Linked DNA regions of Danio rerio: all the other regions are linked to region 1. The links are chromatin contacts, called in public Micro-C maps. All regions are on one chromosome and are shown on one strand. Each heading gives the region's core, a stretch centred on a gene start, on an enhancer-like site or on the middle of the called end of the contact. The rest is flanking DNA. Distances are from core to core; before and after follow the strand shown. Region 1 overlaps ctif (CBP80/20-dependent translation initiation factor). Region 2 holds the start of smad7 (SMAD family member 7). Region 3 has its middle 9.5 kb from the start of hnrnpabb.

What was found. Hi-C and Micro-C count contacts between places; a contact is called where the count stands out from the background.
Region 2: a Micro-C map of caudal fin shows a contact between it and region 1, with 2.9 times the contacts expected there. The contact joins the promoter of smad7 here to the enhancer-like site in region 1. A contact is called at or near these places in 1 of 18 Hi-C or Micro-C datasets (caudal fin) and 2 of 4 datasets of contacts at active chromatin or transcription factors (caudal fin and embryo).
Region 3: a Micro-C map of caudal fin shows a contact between it and region 1, with 5 times the contacts expected there. The contact joins two enhancer-like sites. A contact is called at or near these places in 3 of 18 Hi-C or Micro-C datasets (caudal fin, hematopoietic stem cells and an unstated tissue).

Annotation. Positions count from the first base shown.
Region 1 is chr21:4,022,414-4,027,166 of GRCz12tu, reverse strand. The region is part of intron 7 of ctif (CBP80/20-dependent translation initiation factor); the gene reads right to left. Among named protein-coding and RNA genes, the nearest start is that of ctif, 59 kb to the right of the region's middle. Within about 2 kb of position 2,801, at least 41 of the 62 cell types and tissues checked have an H3K27ac peak or open chromatin away from gene starts, as enhancers often do. A contact at or near this core is called in caudal fin, where this site is marked.
Region 2 is chr21:4,207,586-4,212,534 of GRCz12tu, reverse strand. smad7 (SMAD family member 7) reads left to right here and starts at 3,477. Exons shown (of 4, transcript NM_175082.3): 1 at 3,477-4,066. The coding sequence starts at 3,613.
Region 3 is chr21:3,773,720-3,778,145 of GRCz12tu, reverse strand. No RefSeq gene overlaps it. Among named protein-coding and RNA genes, the nearest start is that of hnrnpabb, 9.5 kb to the right of the region's middle. Within about 2 kb of position 2,870, at least 5 of the 62 cell types and tissues checked have an H3K27ac peak or open chromatin away from gene starts, as enhancers often do.

The DNA of each region.
Region 1 (4,753 bases), core at 1,552-4,051:
GTCCACTACACCCCTGTTAGCGCTGCCGCCTCACAGCAAGAAGGTCGCTGGTTCGAGTCCCGACTGGGCCAGTTAGCATTTCCTTGTGGAGTTTGCATGTCCCATAGCCCAAACAAATGTGCTGTAGGGGAATTGTGTAGCCGCGCCGGTGTGTAGCCGGTGATAGTAAATCCATATGATGGCTAGAATGAGGAATTCTTCTACTTCCTGTTTTACGGTGTTCGACAAGAAACTTTTTGGTGCGTTACTGCCACCTCTGGTTGGCAATGTCACCAACCGAAACTTGCTTGATGGAAAGATGACTGAGTGAGAGGAGTTATTTCTAAAGCAGGATTTCTCATGACCAAACTGAGAAGTACATGTTAAAGGGTCACGAAACACCAAAACAAATGTTTTGAGCTGTTGACAGGCGTATATGTGTCCCACACTGCTATAAACACTATTAGGACACCTATATTTCACTAAAAAGTGTAAATTGGTTGTTTTTGCGTTATTTCAAGCAAATTCGTACTTCCGGTTTGAAACTAATTTTTGAAGCTGCGTCACGGCCATGACATAATAGCGTGTATTCCAGCGTGTAGACTGGACGTCTGTGCCAGAGTGACTCTTATTACGTCTTACAGTGTGCTGCATTAATGCATGAGTAAGGCTTAGTTCAAACCAATCAGCGCGCTCTATTGTGCAACTTCATTAATATTCATTACTGTCACAGTGTTTAGACGACACTCACGCCACGTTGTGTTGGCAAAACAAGCGTGAAGTGTTGCTTTTATAGGTTGCTGCCGTTAAGTTTTGTTTTCATTTTCTCTCTGTGAGAGCTCAGCTGGAGTCACGTGTGGATTAACAGTGTACGCGACGCTCGACAACAATAACTTGCGTGTCTAAGGAGGAACATTGTTTACCTGAGAGCTATTCTCATCTGCAAACGCTGAGATCCGGATTCGCTTGTAGTCTCCTCTTAATAAAGACGCGGCTGTAGTTGCTGTGGATTGTCCTGTCTCTACAGATTTGGTAAGTGAGCGACCAGTGCTCTTTGTTTATTCAGTTTGTTTGTATCGAACAAACTATTGCCTCGAGTGTAAACATGTTAGCACTACAACCAAACTTTAACCTCGTGTAGGATTTTGACCACATTTAGTGACCGGAATAACACACGCGGCTTTCTGACGCTACCTGCCGTGAGCATCTAAGTTTCCGGGAAATGCTGATGTTTTTTTTCTCTCATTCGCCGTGCGGTATCAAACATTGCATGAAAAATACACGCTTACAGCAGTTCCTCGAATCAAATATTTAGCTTGTCGCGAGGGACATGAATGAATTCTCTGAATGAAAGACAGTTAAAGTCCACCATTTAATAATTTGGCAAATAATTCGACTACAGACGCCCATGTAAACACAGTCGCGCGCCCAAATAGACACTCCCACACCGTGCCTCTTTTCTTCCTCCGACACTCCCCCCTAAACAGAGCTGGACACGCCCACTTTTCTGGCTTTTTAGAGTAGAGGTGTGAAAACACCCTGCTGAAACGAGGGGGTGTCATGGCCCTTTAAGATGCAGTAACAGTAGTGTTACGAGTAGTGTAGTGTAGGCTTGTGTGTGGTGTTCCTCTCTCTCTCTCTCTCTCTCTCTCTCTCTCTCTTTCTCTAGCTCTGAGTATTCGCAGGTGCAGCGGATTACGTTGGGACGGATCATGATTGGCGCTTGGATTGGCGGCGGCTATAAAAACCTGCAGAGAACATGGGTTCGATGGCTCCCCTCTCTCTCTTGATTCCCCGTTTGTGCTCAGTGGAGACTAGCGATCAAATGACTGTTTGCTTCTATCTCTTTGTGGCATTATGCGAGATGCCGATGTGTTTTTGTTCATTTTTAACCAGCGATTAAAGCCTGGTTTTCTGTCTCCCTGTCGGGCTTGGAGCATGCAGGGAGGTTTTGTTATTTTCGTTTTCTCCTGTGTTTGTTAGTAGGGAGGTAAGTTTTCTGTATTTTATTTTATTTGTTTTCTAGGGAAGTTTAATCTAATTTAGTTAGCTTGGTTTATTGTCATTTATTTTGGCTGAACCCCTCCTGATGTTATTTTTGCTCCTTATTTCTGTAAATAAATCATATTTTCTTGTTAATTCTCAGTGGTTGTGTTTTTGGTATATATTTTGGGGAGAGAGAGTGCGGGGGCACCAGGGATTTTATTTTTAATCCCTGTTATTTTGTTACGTTTTGGTTAAATCTCTTTTTGATTAAGGCTTTTTAATTTAATTCGTAACAGTAGCTTTTAGTGTAGTTAAGCTACATTTTAAGTAGAGTAGCTAATAGCTTAGCTCACTACATTTGTCAAGTAGCTTTCCCAACACTGGTAATTAAATACATAACACTAACACTGGACTTATTTTACATTTTATTTTTAAAAAATAGTTAAACACGTTATTTTTTGAGTACCCAACCTAAAAACTGGAGTTTATTCTACATAAAATGCCTCTGATTCAAAAGGAAAAGGTCATTTGGCTAATATAATAAAGTTTGTTGTCTGAACTTCATTTCGTTTAACCGTAACTTGAATATATTGATGCAAACTGTTGTACTAATTTTTTTAGTTTGGTCTGAACAACATTTTTTAGAGTGTGGCTGTGGAGTAACTGCTTGATTCTTTAACCCCTAACAAATCCAAGAAAATTCTAAAACGCAATCTCTTTAACAGTCTATGAAGTGACGTCAGCCGGTGTCCCGTTCACAGTGTTTACATCAGTGTGTGCTTCCAGACGAGTTCTACGTTCCTCTGGAGCGTCTGCAGTGTTTGTTTTGGTTTGGTTGCCGAGTAACACGTCTGGCTTTGGTGCTGCGTAACTCGAGGCTGAGAGGAGTGACATCACTGCTCTCTCTGGACCAATCAGAGTAGCCTGAGCTGTTCCATTTGCTCAGTCACTATACACACACACACACATATATACAAACACATATAGTGCACACACATACATACAAACATACATGCATACACGCACATATGCATACACACACACACACACATGCATGCATAATATACACTACCTGACAAAAGTCTTGTCACATATCCGAGCTTTAGGAGCAGCAAATAATGACTTTTAGTTGATCATTTGGTATCAGAAGTGGCTTATATGAAAGGCAAAGGCCTCTAGATTACGCTTATTTGACCACAATAAAATATGATCAGGCCTTGATTTAGAATGATTTTAATATTACAGTAAGGTCTGACTCTGCTCAGTCAAAAACTGAACAGAAATAATGTCCAGTATAGAATATAAAGTCCTGCTGCAGTGGAGACAGAATGAATATTGTGTCTGACTCCATCATGAGCTTGGAGGACTGCATCATACATCTCTGCACTGACTCACATCACTGATTAATAAAGTTATCTGGAATGGCAAAGAAAGCGTTCCTGCAGGACTCCCTGAGTTCATCAAGACTCTTTGTGTTCATCTTCAATGCCTCCTCCTCCATCTTATCACAGATATGCTCAATAATGTTCATGTCTGGTAATCAGGCTGGCCAATCCTGGAGCACCTTGACCTTCTTTGCTTTCAGGAGCTTTGATGTGGAGGCTGAAGTATGAGAAGGAGCGCTATCCTGCTGGAGAATTCACCCTCTCCTGTGGTTTGTAATGTAATGGGCAGCACAAATCGTCACTTTAGAATTATAAGGTTCTATCTGACATTTTTGTCAAAATTGAGTTATTGACATTTTCTTATTAAATGACAGCTTACTTACATTATGGGATGTTTTTTTATAAGTTGATTACATTTTAAGACTTTTTATTTAAAAAAAACAAAAACTCTAGCTTGGCTCAATAAGGTACTTTCTGTGAGCCAATCAGCATTTTAATGCATGCACGAGGACCAATCAGGATCAGCTTTCTTTGTCATTTTGCTGGACTGCTCCATTGACAGCAGGAATGACCAGAAAAAAACAACACAAAAATCACACAAAATCAGAGTCGGCTAAATAAAGCCGCACCACACCAACTGAGATGTGTGTAAATGTGATGATTTAGAAGCATTTTTTGACATTGAGATTAAATGTTAAATTTGACACTGTTGAAAACGAATATGAAAAAATGTATATATCAAATGTGGAATATTTTTATTTGTGTATATATATGAGGTGAATCACTTTTCGGTGTTTATTAGGGATGTAACGGTATCAGAATTTCACGGTACGGTAATACCTCGGTATGAATGGCACGGTACGGTATTTATTGAATCATTTACAGGAAAAAACTAAACTTATGAAAATACTCCAAAAAAGTGCCAAAATGTCAATGACATACAAATTAGCCATCTATCTGTAAGCTTTGAAACAGGAACTTCAATTTTAATAACAAAAAAATATTAAACCATGTAAAAAAAATAAAGTTTCAATTTAGTATTGTTGAAAACTCATCACATTCAACATTTAATCACTCACTCACTTAGATAGAGATGGGTTTTATAAGGAAAATGATCATATAACTATAATCTGGTAAAAGCTGGCATCTCTGGGCATTTACAATGTCCCCTGCAACAGAAAAAAAAAAAACCCCTCTCATTTGGGACTGAGGTTTCTGGGACAAGAGAGATATGACTTGGCCCAGGTTGACAGCAGTGGGTAACGTTGTGCATTGTCTTTCCCCCACTTGAGAGGACAAACCATGAGTGAGATAGAGGTCTCATGTCTGCATCAATCTGAACAGTGTGCTGACAACACCGCTATTCAGTACGCGCGCAACAACACAGCTGATAAGAACTCGCG
Region 2 (4,949 bases), core at 2,228-4,727, 180 kb before region 1:
TTTTACAATAAATCAAATAAATAAACAAGGGCAGTGCAGTGGCACAGATAGTAGATTGAATTTTAAGAGAAAAAAAATTATTATTATTAAATAAAAAAGGGGGAAAATGAGAAAAGTAAGAAAAATGTGGAGAAAACTAGCCTAATATATACAACAATAATTACAACATTAATAATGGTAGTAAGAGTAGTTCATATAAAAGTAAAAAATAATAACGAAATAATTTATAATAACTATACAAAAAAGTCCTAAATTGAATTGATAGATTAAAAAATATTGTAATAAATGAAATAGAAATAAACAATCAAATCTTTAAATTAACAAAAAGAAAAAAAATAAATAAATATTTTACATTGGTCACTGAAAATATTAAAGAAATCGAAAAAAAAAGAAAATAGGCTACTAAAGGCTACTTAGTGTTTAAAGAAAGAAATATATAGCTAAATAACTGCTAAAGTTAACAATTAAACAACTAAATAGTGTCTCAATTTAAAGGAATAAAAGAAGTTAATGAAAATGTTATTAAAGTATTTATATAAGAAGACCAAATATAGAAATTACAGCTACTAAACATATTTAAAAAGACAGAAAAGAGATATGTTGGTTTTAATTAATACATTTTAAATGATACATTTTACAACTGAATACATTTTATTTTATTTAATTGTGAGGGCATAGTCGGGAAAAAGTATTTATTTTCTTATTCTGTATGGTCTTAAAATTGTAATAAATAAAAAAAAGCCAGAGAAGAGAAGATGAATGAGTTGAAAGGAGATGGTGTGCAGTGTTTGGTGATTGTGTGACAGCAGCAGATCTTCATCAGCTCGAGCGGCGCCAGTCTGAATCCTCGAACAATGGCAGCTCTTTATCGTCATCATCGACGTCATCATTATCTCCTACTCAGACTGTTATGAATGACGCGCTGATTCACTTTAATTTCTGTTCATTTCGTTTCTTCAATCGCTCGTTTTTAGATCTCGTTAGGAAAGCTGCTGCTGACGTCACGGCCACACACACACACACACACACACACACACACACACAGAGATCTGCTGCGCGCCGCCGATTTCGTCATTCAGTCAGTTTGACCCGACAGACAGTTGGATGAGCGCGCGCCGTGAATTTGTTTTTGCTCTATATACATCTTTACATTCATAAGTCCAGTTTTTCAACCTCCAGGCCTTTGTTTAGTGTTTTTATTGAATAATTTGTGCAGATCTGTAATTGCAAAAATCATCTAACAACAAAAAGCCTAAAAGATCTGTTTGCAAACGTTTATTGACTTATATATTTAGCCTTTTCAATATGTGTTGTTTAATACCCCTCGTGTTTTTTTTTGTTTTTCTGTTTTCTTTCTTTTTATGTTGTTTTTCATCATTAAGGATATATGTATTTTGCATATTTGTTATTTTATGTATACCTTAATATTGTATGCACCGTTTTTGAGCATTATAATAATAATTAAAATAGTAATAATAATAAAAACAGTTGAGCGCGCGCCGGCCGCCTGTGACCCACGCTCCCCCGCCGCGCGCCTTTGTGTCCGTCAATGATCAGAGCGCGCGACCCCCTTCATTCCCCAAAACCCCGCGAAAGCATTGAGTGTTTTGAAAAGATCGAGCTACTGATGAACAGATGAAAGCTCTTGAGTGGTTTGGAGATTGCATTTGTATTGTGTGTGTGTGTGTGTAAACTGTGACTCATCTGATGCACCAAAACTCGTTGCACAACCTCAAAAATTTTTTTTTTTATTATACTAACTGCGTGTGTCTGTGTGTGTGTGTGTGTGTGTGTGTGTGTGTGTGTGTGTGTGTCTACTTTAAAAATGTGTAATTTTTCTAACCGGTAGGCGGCAGCAGTTCGTGAGTTTTTATAGAGGAAATCCATTCACACAATCAAACATGATGATAATAATAATAATAATAATAATTAATAAGACAAATTAATTTAAATATTCATGTAATATAAATATTTGGTAGAACAGCAACAACAACAAAAATGATGATAATAGTCATCCAAATACAATGCAAAATAATATAAATAATAAAATAATATAGTATACAATATAAAAAAACAATAATACTATTTGGAAATTTTTAAATAAAATGTATAAAATGGTAATAATAATAATAATAATAATAACTAATATTAATTATATTTGTAATAATAATAATAATTGTAATAATAATTGTAATAATAACAATTGTAAAAATAAAGGTAATAATAATGATATTAATAATTGTAATAATAATAATAATACTAAATGTAATAATGTTAATAATAGTAATAGTAACAATTATAATAATAATACAAATAATAATAATACTACAAATAATAATAATAGTAATTATAAATGTAATAATAATAATAGTAATAATAATAATAGTAAACAAACCAATTGATTTTAAAATTTAACAATCCATAGTATATTGAGAATTCCGTATATATAACATCAATAAATATGTATATAAAAATAATAATAATAATTATATACCAATTTAATATTAAATATATAAACATAATTGTATATTGTGTATTTACTACATTTGTGTAAACCATTTAATATTTCCAGACTTCATGGAAAAGTATTTTTCCATGTAAACATGTCTTGATTGCTTCATAAACATTTGTTGAGTTGATTCTGTCTGTCTCTATGTGTGTCTGTCTGTCTGTGTGTGTGTGTGTGTGTGTGTGTCATACTTAATGTGAACTTACCTGTGCGCCTGGCGCCTGTTTGTGTGTGTATGTGTGTGTGTGTGTGTGCGTTCACATTTGAAACTACAGTTCGTCCCTCATAGCACTACAGTACAAATAGTACAAACACACGATTCTAAATCCATCTGTGACTTTATAAACTCGGTGTCCGATGTGTCAGTCTGACGGTACATGTTACTTTGTTTTATGTTTGCGCAACACAATGACTTTTTCCTGCCTGTTCTTTCTTTTTTTTAAAGCGACAGGGTGTCTAGACAATCACATGACCTGCGGCGCGCCAATGAGAGACACGGAGACGCGGAGAGAGAGGGACACACACACACACACACAGGCGTCTGATCTTCATCTCCTCCTCAGTCCTTCAGTTCTTCATCGACTCTTCTGCGTCTCGCACTAGGAAACTTCCCGCATTACCGATCACCGGGACACGGATTTTTTTGTGGTGGATATTTCAAACGCAAACCTGTTTTTTTTCCGAATCGCCGTCGAGGAGAGCGACAGATTTTCCTCAGCGGGTCTGATGTGGATTTAACGATTTAACGTGTCGGTTTGTGCTGCAGATTTGATGCCAGACCGAGAAAACGGTTATTAATCCCGAATGTGAGATCGCGGATGGTCGCTGTGGATTAACGAACTTGTGGATCGATGATTGCGCACTCGGTGTGACCGCGATTCGAGGTCGTTTCATTTCCAGACAGTCGCACAGTTTTTTTGGATTCCGCGTCGGTTGGTTTGGTGAAATATTAAAGTCTGGCGTATGAAACAGATCGCGTGCGCTTCTCCTGCTCGCCGTTTCTCCGCCGTCTGCTCTGCGCCTGTGGATTCGGACCTCCGGATCTTCATGACTTGCGGACAAAATGGCCGTTTTGTAGCCGGGGAACCCTCTTGTCGTCCCGCATGTTCAGGACCAAACGATCGGGGCTCGTCCGGCGACTCTGGAGGAGCCGCGCGCCCGTGGAGGGTGAGGGGGACGCGGACACTGGTACGCGCGGCGGCACCGCAGGCTGCTGCCTGGCCAGTAAGCCGAACCCCGGCACCGAGGCCGAACTAAAAGCGCTGACATACTCGATCCTGAAGAAGATCAAGGAGAAGCAGCTGGAGGTGCTTTTACAGGCGGTTGAATCCCGGGGGGGAGCGCGGAGCCCCTGCCTCCTCCTGCCCGGGAAAGCGGACGCCAGGCTGGGTCAACAGTCGTACCCGCTGCCGTTGCTGCTCTACAAGGTGTTTCGGTGGCCGGACCTCCGGCACTCCTCGGAATTAAAGAGACTTTCGTGCTGTGAATCTTATGGGAAAATCAACCCGGAGCTCGTGTGCTGCAACCCGCATCATATGAGCAGACTCTGCGAGCTCGGTATGAACATCAATCTGCTCACATTCACCACTGATGTTGATGTATAACACTGTGATAATGTGCTAAATATGTCTCTTGAACACAAATCTTGGTTTCTTTTGGCTTTGGTGCTTATGTAGGATTGTAATAACGTTCGTATAAGCTGTGGTATCTAATTACAGGTCCGTATAGAACAGAGAACACTGGGGGATTTGAACTCAAACTGTTCTGGCCATTGTGAAAGGCTCTTATGGTGCTTATGTAGCATTATAATGACACACATGTAGGTTATTGTAAAATCTACTAGGTGAGAATAACCTCAAGCTTCCTGCTAAACATCAATGTTGGCTCATGAATGCAGCACTTCAGGCTCCAGTGTGTCTGACATACTTCTTGTTTACTAAAAATGCTCAAATAGAATGACGATGATAGTATATTTGCGTTAGACATATTAAAACAGACATCAAGAGTGTGTTTGTTGACTTGGAGAAAACATATGTAAGTTATTTTAGCATATATAACAATGTTAGACACATTTAGGCTTTATTAATCTACCTTACTATTTAATCAAACAAGCCATTAGCATCAGGAATCAGCTGGTTCTGATTAAAATTATTATTCTCCGAGTGATGAATGTTGTGTTTCCATGTGGAGAAATGCAACAGACTTTTCAGCTGGACCTCCAGTCTGTGGTTGTTCATGTGAAACCCGCCGGAGGCCCCAGTGTTCAGTGAAGTTAGTTTGTGTGTGTGTGCGTGTTTGTGTGTGTGTGTGTGTGTGGAGTCTGGCGCCAGGCGGCCGTGTGTTTATCAGAGCTGTCCTGCCTCTAACCCTCAGCACTACACAAACACTTTTCCCAGAGAATGCCAGGCCTTATCATCAGCCCACATCTCCACTCACGGCC
Region 3 (4,426 bases), core at 1,621-4,120, 250 kb after region 1:
AGCACTTCGAGCCTCATTTTGTGCATATCAAATCGCGAAATCCAAACACATTTGACTGCTTTGAATGGATACTTTTTTTTTTCCCATTTTTCCATAATAAAATATTATGGTGGGTCTTGAGATTGAATTACTTGCCTAGGTGGGTCCTGGAATAAAAAAGTTTGGGAATCCCTGCTCTAGGGTACAAATTAATACCTAAAAAGTACAAAAGTGTTCCTCTTAAATTTTTTAGGTACTAATATATACTTTTGAGGTACCAATATGGACCCTTTAAGTACAAATGCAGATCTCAAAATTGCGACCATTTTGGTCGCACATGCACCCGAAATATTATCTATGCAACCTCAAAAGTCCAGTGTGAACGCAGCTTTAAGCATCTTTGCACCTAAAAACACCAAATGCAGCAATTCAGGAATGGTTTAAAACAGTTGACATGTCAACTTGCTGCTGTAAACAAACCCTGCAATGCTTGTCCCACCTTCAAGCTCTTCTTATTGGCCTACTACGCTAGAACAGAATGCGAATGGATTGGTTAAAATCAGCTGTCAATCACTCAGTTCCGATACGAGAGAATGAACAACACTGAGAGATGTAGTTTTAGAAAGCACCTAAAGTTACAAATAATGACACGTCTGATTAGTGATCATGTAATGAATGTCAATCCAGCATTTACACTTTTCGAAGAGTGGATAAAAGACTTCCAGAGTTTAAAATCTGCAATGAAAATGACTAAAAGATTCACTGTAAAGCCGGACGTGGTATGGAGTTTTCTGGGAACAGTGTTTGCCACTGAATCTACACATTTTAAGCACGAGACGTTCTAACGTTATTTAATCCTTCATTTAATAGTCACGATGCTGTCAGTCATGCGACTGATATACAGCATATTGTTAACTCCCTTCATCTCGTTCACATCAAGCAGTGCATGCGTGCAGCTGGCCGGTGATGAGCGCATGCAGATTTTTGTTTATTTGTTAGTTGTGATTAGGGTGTTAATATATAATAGAATCTGTTCATGTAAATAAATTTTTTTTTTGGTAGGTGCGACTACATTTTGTCTGGTGTGCCTAAATTTCTGAAGTTAGGAGCGCCGGTACTACCAAGAAAAAAGGTTAATTTCGAGCTCTTTTGAAAAGGTACCGCCCCAGTAACCCTGTGACGCCCTCGCGTACCTTTATTTCTGAGAGTAGCGTTAGATGATATAAAGACACATTTCATTGTTAGTTTGTGTTTTTATTATTATTATTATTATATTTTTTTTTATTAATTAAGGTTTATGAGCACCAAGGTGATTTTCTCACCGTTTTTATATATTTTTTGACAATTAATTAACAGTTTTAATGACAGAAATTGCACATGTCCTGGTCATACAGATCTTAATTTAAATACAAATGTTTTTAAGTAATTAAATCATATTGTTAATATAACATGTAATTAAATACTAAATTAATACAAATATAAACAATTAAAAATAACTAAATATTTCATGGTAAAGGATATACAAAAACGTAAATTAATAACTCTGTTTTTTGTTTTTCTAAATGACTGCTTGTTGGGGCAAATTAAAAATGTCACGGCCACACTTTATAATAAGGTTTCATAGTTAATGTATTTACTAGCATGAACTAACAGTGATCTATACTTGTACAGCATGTATTAATCATTGTTTAACATTTACTAATGAGCAATTGCATGCAAGTCTCAGCCTTGCCATGAAAATAAATAAATAATTTCAACAAAATAGCAAAACCGTTTCTGCTATTTTTGTGTAAGTTTGTATTTTACAGTGCTTTAAAAATACTGAAAAATGTCTCTGGCAAAATCAAACATAATTTTTTGAAAACACTGACAAAGTCACACAAGTGGCAATTTCACATCCGTCACATCTATAACAACACTTTTTCCTCATAAATGTAAAAATGTAAAAAAATCAAATAAAATCTGTCATGTTTGTTCTACAGTGATCCAACTCTTCTCCTTTTGATTAGCATCGTTTCTTTTGGGTTGTGCAGTTTAATTCACAGAATTTCTACAAAGAATTTTGTATACTGTAAACTTGCAGACCTTTTTTGTCACATCCGTAACGCATGTTTATTTCCCTCATACAGATTGATATTTTTCTGCTTCCACAACTCTGGCTAGTTGTTTTGAAAAATATAGAGATGTTTTAATATTGTTAACATATGCTTCCTTTGTCAGTTTATGTTTTGAGATTTTACTGCAAATGTTACATCTACAACGCTGGAATTGCTCTAATGCATTATTAACATCCACATTTATGCTCGTCAACATTAGTTAATGCACCGTGAGTTAACATGAACTAGCAGTGAACAACTGGATTGTCATTTACTAATGTTACTAACATGAACAAATACTGTAATAAATGTACTGTTCATTGTTTATTAGTGTAAGTAAATGCATTAACTAACATTAACCTTTTTGTAAAGTATTACCAATGACATCAACCTTGTTCATTCAATCACTAAGGTCGTCCATTTTATTAACTGTTCCCCCCTCTTTTATTGCCAGCTAGCGACCTCTTCTGGACGACAACATAAAATACACACAACAAAATGATATATTCCTTTAACTTTAAACACATTTTCCCACATTTGTCATTACAGTATAAAGATACACACACAGCTGAAATGTTAACGTTATAACATTTATCGAGTCACTCATATAAAATCTTACCTGAGTAACGTCCTTCGGTTTGTTTCGGGTAAATAGGCATGCTAAATCAATCGAGTGATAGTTAATCGGACCCTTAATGAACGTCTTCATTGCGTTATTCAAACGTTGTGGCGTCGATTTATATTTCCTTAATATTTACGTTTTTTTGTTTTGCTATCTGACCGCGTGTTTACTTTAACCTCAACACAGGTGAGTCCAATCACACAAATTGATTCATTACATAGAATCGGTTCTCCAAACAATTCAGAAGAGCTGATTGAATTGATATCGGTTGATTATACTTTTCAGAGAAGGCGATGCTGTTGCGCGGTTTAATGTAACCGAAAATATACGTTTTTATGCATATATTGATACAAATAATCAATAAATAACACATAAAACCTGCCCTAAATATTTCAGTGACATGTATTTAGTCGAAATTCAAACGAACTGATTCGCTGAATTCGAGTTGTGCAGTTAAATGGAACTGAATTATTCAGTTTTGTCGGGATCTGACGTTTTTCGTTCAAACAAAAGCAAATTCATGTTGGAAAAGTATTTTATTTACCCGAAACGATCTATTTTTATCTATATATATTCACAAAAAACTAAATAACACATAAAACCTTGCCTAAATACGTCTGTAAACTTTAGTCATAATTCAAACGAACCGATTCGCTGAAGCGATTCGTGTTAGGTAAAATATAATAGAGGATTCATACTGAATTGTGTTGCTTTGTCGTATTTTGGTGCTTAATGTTCAAACAAAAGCAAAATTTATATTTGAGCAGTTTCTTGGAGTCTACACGATTAGGTTACTACTACTTTTGTCCAAATACTGTTTTTTCATGTAGCCTACTGCAAGTATGCACCTCAAGTTTTCGGGTTATATACGTTTTCCCCCAGAAATCTTCAGTGTGAACACTCAAAACTACTCCTAGTCCTAAGATGTTTTTCTTTTTCAAAATAAATCTACAAAAGTGCATTAATATACTCTAAATACTAAACGCATGTATTCACAGTGCAGTCTCCAGTAACTTTAAAGAAAATATCAATTAATGACAAATAAGTGCAAATATTGGCGTTACACAGCCCAAGAGCCACTGAAATCTGGCATATGACACAATATGTTCACAACTAGAGCTAACATATTTTGCAATTGCTGAAAAAAAATACTAATAATTTTTGCTATATGCATTAACATTTTTTTTTCTTTTTACATATGAAATCTAAACATGGTTAAATGTCATGCATTTTGTATAACGCCATTGTTTTTGCAAAAAGAAAATGGTTCCAAGAATCATTAGACAATTAACCTATAGTGGAGTCTGATCAGTGAATAGTCTAGAAAAAGGTGTTGTCTATAACATTTGTTCTAATAGTGAATGATTTTAGCATTTTCTACAGGTAACTAGTCTTAGTCCTCATTTGATACTGGATTGCACTTGTTTTGATGCTTAAAAACCTGTTTACAACCTGAACCAGACCCACCTTAAATCTTACTCTTAAGAGTTTGTATTAAAATGCAAGATTTAATTATGCAGCTACTCTGTACTAGCATAATTAATAAGCATAATCTACTGCATTTCATCATCAAGTCCCATTTAAAAAAAATAAATAAATAAGATAGATGCAAACAAGAATTTACGTGGCTTTCATCAAGTGGATAGGTGCTTAGGTTTTAAAAATGTAATCATTGCATTAAAATAAATAAAATGCAAGTGTCAATCAAAGTTGTTAACATTACATGTTA